2 separate regions of the Macaca mulatta genome follow, and region 1 is linked to region 2. A link is a contact called in public Hi-C data. All regions are on one chromosome and are shown on one strand. Each heading gives the region's core, a stretch centred on a gene start, on an enhancer-like site or on the middle of the called end of the contact. The rest is flanking DNA. Distances are from core to core; before and after follow the strand shown.

What was found. Hi-C and Micro-C count contacts between places; a contact is called where the count stands out from the background.
Region 1: a Hi-C map of CD4 T cells shows a contact between it and region 2, with 3 times the contacts expected there. The contact joins two enhancer-like sites. A contact is called at or near these places in 8 of 14 Hi-C or Micro-C datasets (CD4 T cells, blood, cortical neurons and 4 more).

The regions. Positions count from the first base shown.
Region 1 is chr19:7,008,989-7,012,310 of T2T-MMU8v2.0, reverse strand. All of the region lies in intron 3 of RFX2 (regulatory factor X2), which reads left to right. Among named protein-coding and RNA genes, the nearest start is that of ACSBG2, 16 kb to the left of the region's middle. Within about 2 kb of position 1,825, at least 3 of the 40 cell types and tissues checked have an H3K27ac peak or open chromatin away from gene starts, as enhancers often do. A contact at or near this core is called in CD4 T cells, where this site is marked.
Region 2 is chr19:6,945,814-6,949,282 of T2T-MMU8v2.0, reverse strand. The region is part of intron 3 of RFX2 (regulatory factor X2); the gene reads left to right. Among named protein-coding and RNA genes, the nearest start is that of ACSBG2, 79 kb to the left of the region's middle. Within about 2 kb of position 1,917, at least 30 of the 40 cell types and tissues checked have an H3K27ac peak or open chromatin away from gene starts, as enhancers often do. A contact at or near this core is called in CD4 T cells, where this site is marked.

The DNA.
Region 1 (3,322 bases), core at 576-3,075, 63 kb before region 2:
TTACAGGCATGAGCCACTGTGCCCGGTTACCCCTTTCATTTTCTCTCCAAATTCTCCTTTTTTTTTCCTCCATTTCTCTTTTTCCTCTTTCCTTTCCTTCTTCCTTGCCTTTGAGGTTAATATGGAACACAGGCACACACAGCCATTCTATCCTTCTGCTCCCTGGTTACCTGGAAGTGGTTAATACCTTTGGCTGAAAAAAAATGTTTTTGTTTTGTTTTGTTTTGTTTTAAAAAAAATGTGTTTGATATGTATTCAGCTTGCCCCTTCGAAGGCTATTCGGGGTCACAAGCATTTGCTATGGAAATGATTCCATGTTGCAGAGAAACGTGGCAGCGGACAGCGACAAAGCCACAAGACAAATAAAAGATCTCTGCGGCACTCAGGTGCTTTTTACACAAAATCCGCTATTCAGAAGCCCCGTCATTATGGAAATTGTCCTTTTATGCTACCCTTGAAAGGATCAGATGCTCAAACTCAGGTTTGTACCAAGTAAGAGGCTCTTAAAACCACGCATCGGTGCGTCAATGGCCTGTAAAGTTCTAATAGTGCTGGTTAATTAACAGTCATCAGTTAAATAAAAACAATCAATTAGGGAGAAGCTCGTCTGGGAGGAAAAAAAATAGTTTTAACAATCACCAAGGGTAAATTGTTTCAAGGAGACCTGGACATCTCCCAGGAAAGAGGCAGTTTTTGTACCATTCTCATACCCGAACTCGTTTTCACTGGCCCTGTGGTTTTACTAATTCTTCCCTTGTAAATGTGCTGGCTAAACGTTTTTGTTTGAGGCAGGGAAGGATGGCTTATGATTGTAATCTCAGAACTTTGGGAGGCTGAGGCCAGAGGATAACTTGAGCCCAGGAGTTCGAGACCAGCCTGGGCAGGATGGTGAGACCTCGTCTCTTAAAAAAAAAAAAAATTGGCCGGGCGCGGTGGCTCAAGCCTGTAATCCCAGCACTTTGGGAGGCCGAGGCGGGTGGATCACGAGGTCAGGAGATCGAGACTATCCTGGCTAACATGGTGAAACCCCGTCTCTACTAAAAATACAAAAAACTAGCCGGGCGTGGTGGCGGGCGCCTGTAGTCTCAGCTACTTGGGAGGCTGAGGCGGGAGAATGGCGTGAACCCGGGAGGCAGAGCTTGCAGTGAGCCGAGATCACGCCACTGCACTCCAGCCTGGGAGACACAGCGAGACTCCGTCTCAAAAAAAAAAAAAAAATTGGCCGGGCGCGGTGGCTCAAGCCTGTAATCCCAGCACTTTGGGAGGCTGAGACAGGCGGATCACGAGGTCAGGGATTCGAGACCATCCTGGCTAACACGGTGAAACCCCATCTCTACTAAAAAAATACAAAAAACTAGCCGGGTGAGGTGGCGGGTGCCTGTAGTCCCAGCTACTCGGGAGGCTGAGGCAGGAGAATGGCGTAAACCCAGAGGGCGCAGCTTGCAGTGAGCTGAGATCCGGCCACTGCACTCCAGCCTGGGCGACAGAGCGAGACTCCGTCTCAAAAAAAAAAAAAAAAAAAAAAAAAAATTAGCTGGGCTTGGTGGTGGTCTGTAGTTCCAGCTACTCTGGAGGCTGAGGTGGGAGGGTCCTTTGAACTCAGGAGTTTGAGGCTGCAGTGAGCTGTGACCATACCACTGTACTCCAGCCTGGGTGACAGAGCCAGACCTCATCTTTAAAATAAATGAATAAATAATTTTTGTTTGATTTTATTTTGTATTTTAGCAGAAAAATATCTTTATTTTATCGTGCCATTTGAGTTCTGTGGCAAAAAAAAAACATTGAAAAATAGTATTTGTGCTTGGTAAACGCACATAAAAACATGCAGACAGACTCAACCACATGAAAGGCTCTTCGATGAAAGTTAAGCCTCCCTTCCACTGTTATGTATATCCTTAGTGTATTTTTTTTTATCTTTCCAGAAATATTATCTGCATATACAAGCATGCTGCAGAAGGGTGCAGAGGAGGCGTGGTACAGGGTGGAGGTGAAGCACTTGGATTTTAGAGACACGCTGCTTGAGCTCGAATCCCAGTTTGCAATTTGCTAGCTAGCTCTGTAAGTGTGGACAAGTGACTGAACCTTTCTGTAGCCCAGTGTGGTGGGCTGCCCCTACATGAGACCCCCAGGGTCCCCATTGTCTCATGTTCACACCCTTATCTAATCCTTCCCTTGAATGTGGAATGGAGTCTTGCTCTGTTGCCCAAGCTGGAGTGCAATCTCAGCTCACTGCAACCTCCACCTCCTGGCTTCAAGCCATTCTCCTGCCTCAGCTTCCCAAGTAGCTGGGATGACAGGCGTGCACCACCATGCCCAGCTTATTTTTGTATTTTTAGTAGAGACTGGTCAGGCTGGTCTAGAACTCCTGACCTCAAGTGATCTGCCCACCTCGGCCTCCCAAAGTGTTGGGATTATAGGTGTGAGCCACTGCATCCAGCCTCACTCACTTACTTTTTTTTTTTTTCTTTTTTTTTTTTTTTGAGATGGAGTCTCACTCTGTCACCCAACCTGGAGTGCAGTGGCACCATCTTGGCTCACTGCAACCTCCGCCTCCTGGGTTCAAGCAATTCTCTGGCTCAGCCTCCCAAGTAGCTGGGATTACAGGCGCCCGCCACCACGCCCGGCTAACTTTTTGTATTTTTAGTAGAGACGGGGTTTCACCGTGTTAGCCAGGATGGTCTCGATCTCCTGACCTCATGATCTGCCCACCTCGGCCTCCCAGGGTGCTGGGATTACAGGTATGAGCCACTGCGCCCGACTTTTTTTCTTTTTCTTTTTTATAAAACAGCAGGCAGCTCCACAAGAGGTCAGCCCTCCTCACTTCCCCAGTTACCAGCACAACATGTGCACCTCGGCCCAGAGGAGCCCAACCCAGCCCACTTGACCCCGGCCTGCAGTGCCAGGCACCAGGTTCCAATTATCTTTCGTATATTGTTATTGTACTCTACAACCTTGCTGAAATTGTTTCTCAATTATAATAGCGATTTGGTAGGATCCTTAGGATTTTCTGTATACAAGATCATATCATCTACAAATAGAAGTAGTTTCACTTCTTCCTTTCCAATCCAGTAGCCTTTTATTTCTTTTTCTTGCATAGTTGCCCTGGCTAGCTCCATCAGTACAATGCTGAATAGAAGTGGTAGAGTGGACATCCTTGTATTGTTTCTGACCTAAGGGGGAAAGTATTCAGTATTTTTTGGTTGTTTTTTCTTTTTTCTTTCTTTTTTTTTTTTTTGCCAATAAGTACTCTAATATTAACTGTGGGATTTTCATAGATACCCTCTATCAGGTTGAAAAAGTTCTATCTCTAGTTTCTTGTGCT
Region 2 (3,469 bases), core at 668-3,167:
TTGGACAATTTTTATATTAATAATCAAATCAAGGCCAGGCATAATGGCTCACACCTATAATCCCAGCACTTTGGGAGGCCGAGGTGGGAGGATTGCTTCAGTCCAGGAGTTCGAGGTCATTCTGGGCAACATAGCGAGACCCCTGTCTCTACCAAAAATTAAAAGTTAGCCGGGCTTGCTGGTGCTCACCTATAGTTCCAGCTACTTGGTTGGCTAAGGTGGGAGGGTCACTTGAGCCAGGGAGGTCGAGGCTGTAGGGAACTGTGATCACATCACCACACTCTAGCCTGGGTGACAGAGAAGACTGTGCCTGAAAAAAAAAAAGTCAGGTTTCTAAAAGGGAAGGAATGGGTGTTTCCTCTGTTATGACGGGGGTCCCTGGCTTAGGGGAGGCCCTGTCAGTGCAGCCTGCTCCAACCCTCTGAAGATTAGAACCTGTGACTTAGGGACCGACTGGGTGTCCACACTTCCCCATCCCCATTCCACTCTGCAAACAGCCCTTTCTCAGGCCAGTTGTCAAGGGCTTGGTTCTGATCCTTTTCTAGAGAAAGGAGGGTGAGTTTGGCTCCTGAGAAGAAAACAGGAACAGAAGCCCAATTCTTACGAAAAGAAAAAGGAATTTGAATTCTGAAGATACTTGATTTCCGAGAAGCTCGGAGCCAGCTCCAGTCCTTGAAAGCTCATTGCTACAAGAGAAAAAAAAAAAAAAACCGAAAGTGAGGAATGGCTTAGGCGTAGAGGGAACGATAGTTGCCCTCAGTGTGCTTTGAAGTCTGCTGCTCTGGAACGCATGGGTAGCCTTCAGAGGGTCCTGTTCTTTTATTTCAGACTCCTGGCCTGGCTGAATTGTCATGATTTTGTGTCCTGCCTACTCTCCTTTTTCATCTTCCCGTTCTCAACCTGTCTGTAGGCCTGTTTTAGTCAGGGGCTGTTTGTCCAGATGCCTTCTCAGATATCACACATCCATTTTGAACAGAGGTCCTTCTGCCTCCCCAGGGGACACTGGGGAATGTCTGGGGACATCTGTGGTTGTCACAACTGGGGGTGCTCTTGGCATGGAGTGGGTGGAGACCAGGGATGCTGCTCAGCGCCCTGCAGTGCTCGGGACAGCCCCAGCCCAGAGATGGATCCATCCCCAATGTTCGCAGTGCCAAGTGGGGACACCCACTGTCATCTTTGGTGATAATCAGGGCAGAGTAATAACTCTTGGCGCTGAGAACTAACTGGGTCCACAGGGAGTGATCCTGGTGCAAGAAAGGACGTGGTTCCACCATCAAGGAGGTTCAAGAATCCACTTTTCAGCAAGGAGATGGCTGTGTCTTCCCTGTGCGTGGGGCCAGGCCACACAAACCTGAATGGTGGGGACAGAATCTTAAAACACACATCACTTGCTGCGTAGACCTGGCCCTCCAGGAGAAGGAAATAGACGAGATTTTTCTGGGCAGCGTAATGACACTGCAAGTGTTAAGACAAGCACCAGGACAGAATCTGGGCTTTGAAGCGACCGGTATTCCTGAGAGCGCTCTGGACTTGTTCCTTCTTGTTCGGAGGGAGGAAATTAATTGCTTTCTTCGGGCAGATGAACTCTGGTACCATCTGGACGCCAGCGAGTACCAGGAGAGGAGGAGCTGATGGCTGGCGGAGGCCTTGTGCCTCCCAAACGCCAAGGCTCATTAGCCAATCAGAACGAAGGTAACTAAAACCACTCAGCTAACTCTGCCCCAATTATCACCGAAGATGACAAAACATTGTCTAAATACTGATCTGAACTATGTGAGGCAGGTGACAGCTCCATTTGGCATACGGAGGAACAGGAATAGAAGAGAGATTGCTTAAGGTCGCAGTGAGTCAGCGGCTCAGCCAGGAACCGGCCCAGAAATTGCTCTCAGCGCTTTCTGCATTTCCTTTCCTGACATTGCTGGTTACTAGGTGATGGGAGTATTTTTCTGTAAACAGAAGCCTCTTCCCTTTGTGCCCAGGCAGACTCATTCATCACGGCTGCAGTCCAAGGCTGCTTCTAGCTGCGTCTCTCCTGTGCCCCTCACATGAAGTCAGGAAGCCACGGGAGATGTTCCCACTGGCGCATTTGACTCAGCAGAGGCTCCAAAAGGTCAAGTGCGCATCTGGTTCACTTGAATGTTCGTTCAAGGTCAGATGCGCGTTTTGTGGATTCCAAAGGCTGGTGCCGGCCAAGGAGGGGAAATTGCGCGGCTGGTTCTGTGCTTTTCCCCTTTATTTCATGCCCGTCCTGATCTTGGACCAGATGGTAAATGAAACGTGCTTAGCTTATAAACAGCACTCCGGGCATGTTTCTGAGCCACGAGGGAGCTTTAGGCCAGCCAAACCCATCGGCCAAGCAGGGCCAGGCTGGATGACAGGTCATGTCTCGGCCCCTCCCCTTTATATTGGCTGTTCCAAGGCTCCTGTAACCCGGTCTAAGAGGACACAGGGGAAGGCAGTCAAAGAAAGACTGCCCAGGTCCTCGCCACAGGAAGAAAAACAGAAGAGAGGACAAAGGAACGTGAGAAAGCAAGGACGGTGGGGCAGTCACCAATGAGTCCAAGTTCCCACGGCAGATTCAGGTTCAGAGAAGAAGCATGGCCTCCACTCACTCACATCTGTCCTGTGCTGGATTGAGGGGTTCCCAAGCTGGGTACTGCAAAGGTACTCCACAGTGTGCTTCCCTGTGCCCTGTGGACTTTACATTGAATAGTACCCACACCCTCGGGGCCCTGCCCTCTCCCCCTCTCCGCTGCCCCCTCCTCTGCCAGGTGGAGGAGTTACTCAGGATCCAGCATCACCCCTTCTGGGAGGACCATGTGAGTTACTGCTGTCACCTGGAAGCACGGCCAGGACCACGAGCCGCTCCTTCTGCTGGGCGGACAGCTCATCGCTGGTGTCTTGTGTGTGTTTGTTTAACTCTTTATCACAGACGTTTCAAACATCCACAAAGTAAATACACAGTGCAATAAAACTTAATGAAGCCACCACCCTCTACAGGGTATCAGTGTCCTGCCATTCTTATAGCGCCTGGATACCCCTACCCACTCTCCATCCTCCTCTCCACCCTTATATTTTTACAGGCTTTGTTGTCGTCGTTAAAATTCACATATAGTAAGTGCACAAACCTTAGCTGGCTAATTTTAACAAATCGCAACTCCATGTAACCCCACACTGTATTATCATACAGAATGTGTCCATCTCACTGGAATGTCCCCTCCTGTCCCTTTCCAGTCACTCTCACCCGCCACCGCCCCCTGCCCGCTGTTATGATTTTTTTTTAACTTTAGTTTTAATCCACTCTACTCATCTACTCTTTTGGACTCAGCTTCTTTCACTCAGTGTAATGATTTTGAGATTCACTCATGCATTGTGAATTTTAGTAATTAATTCCTTTCTATTCATGAGTATTCCAGTAGTATTCCTCTATTAGCTTTTTAGCTATGCCCTTCTTTTCCATTTTTAGTGG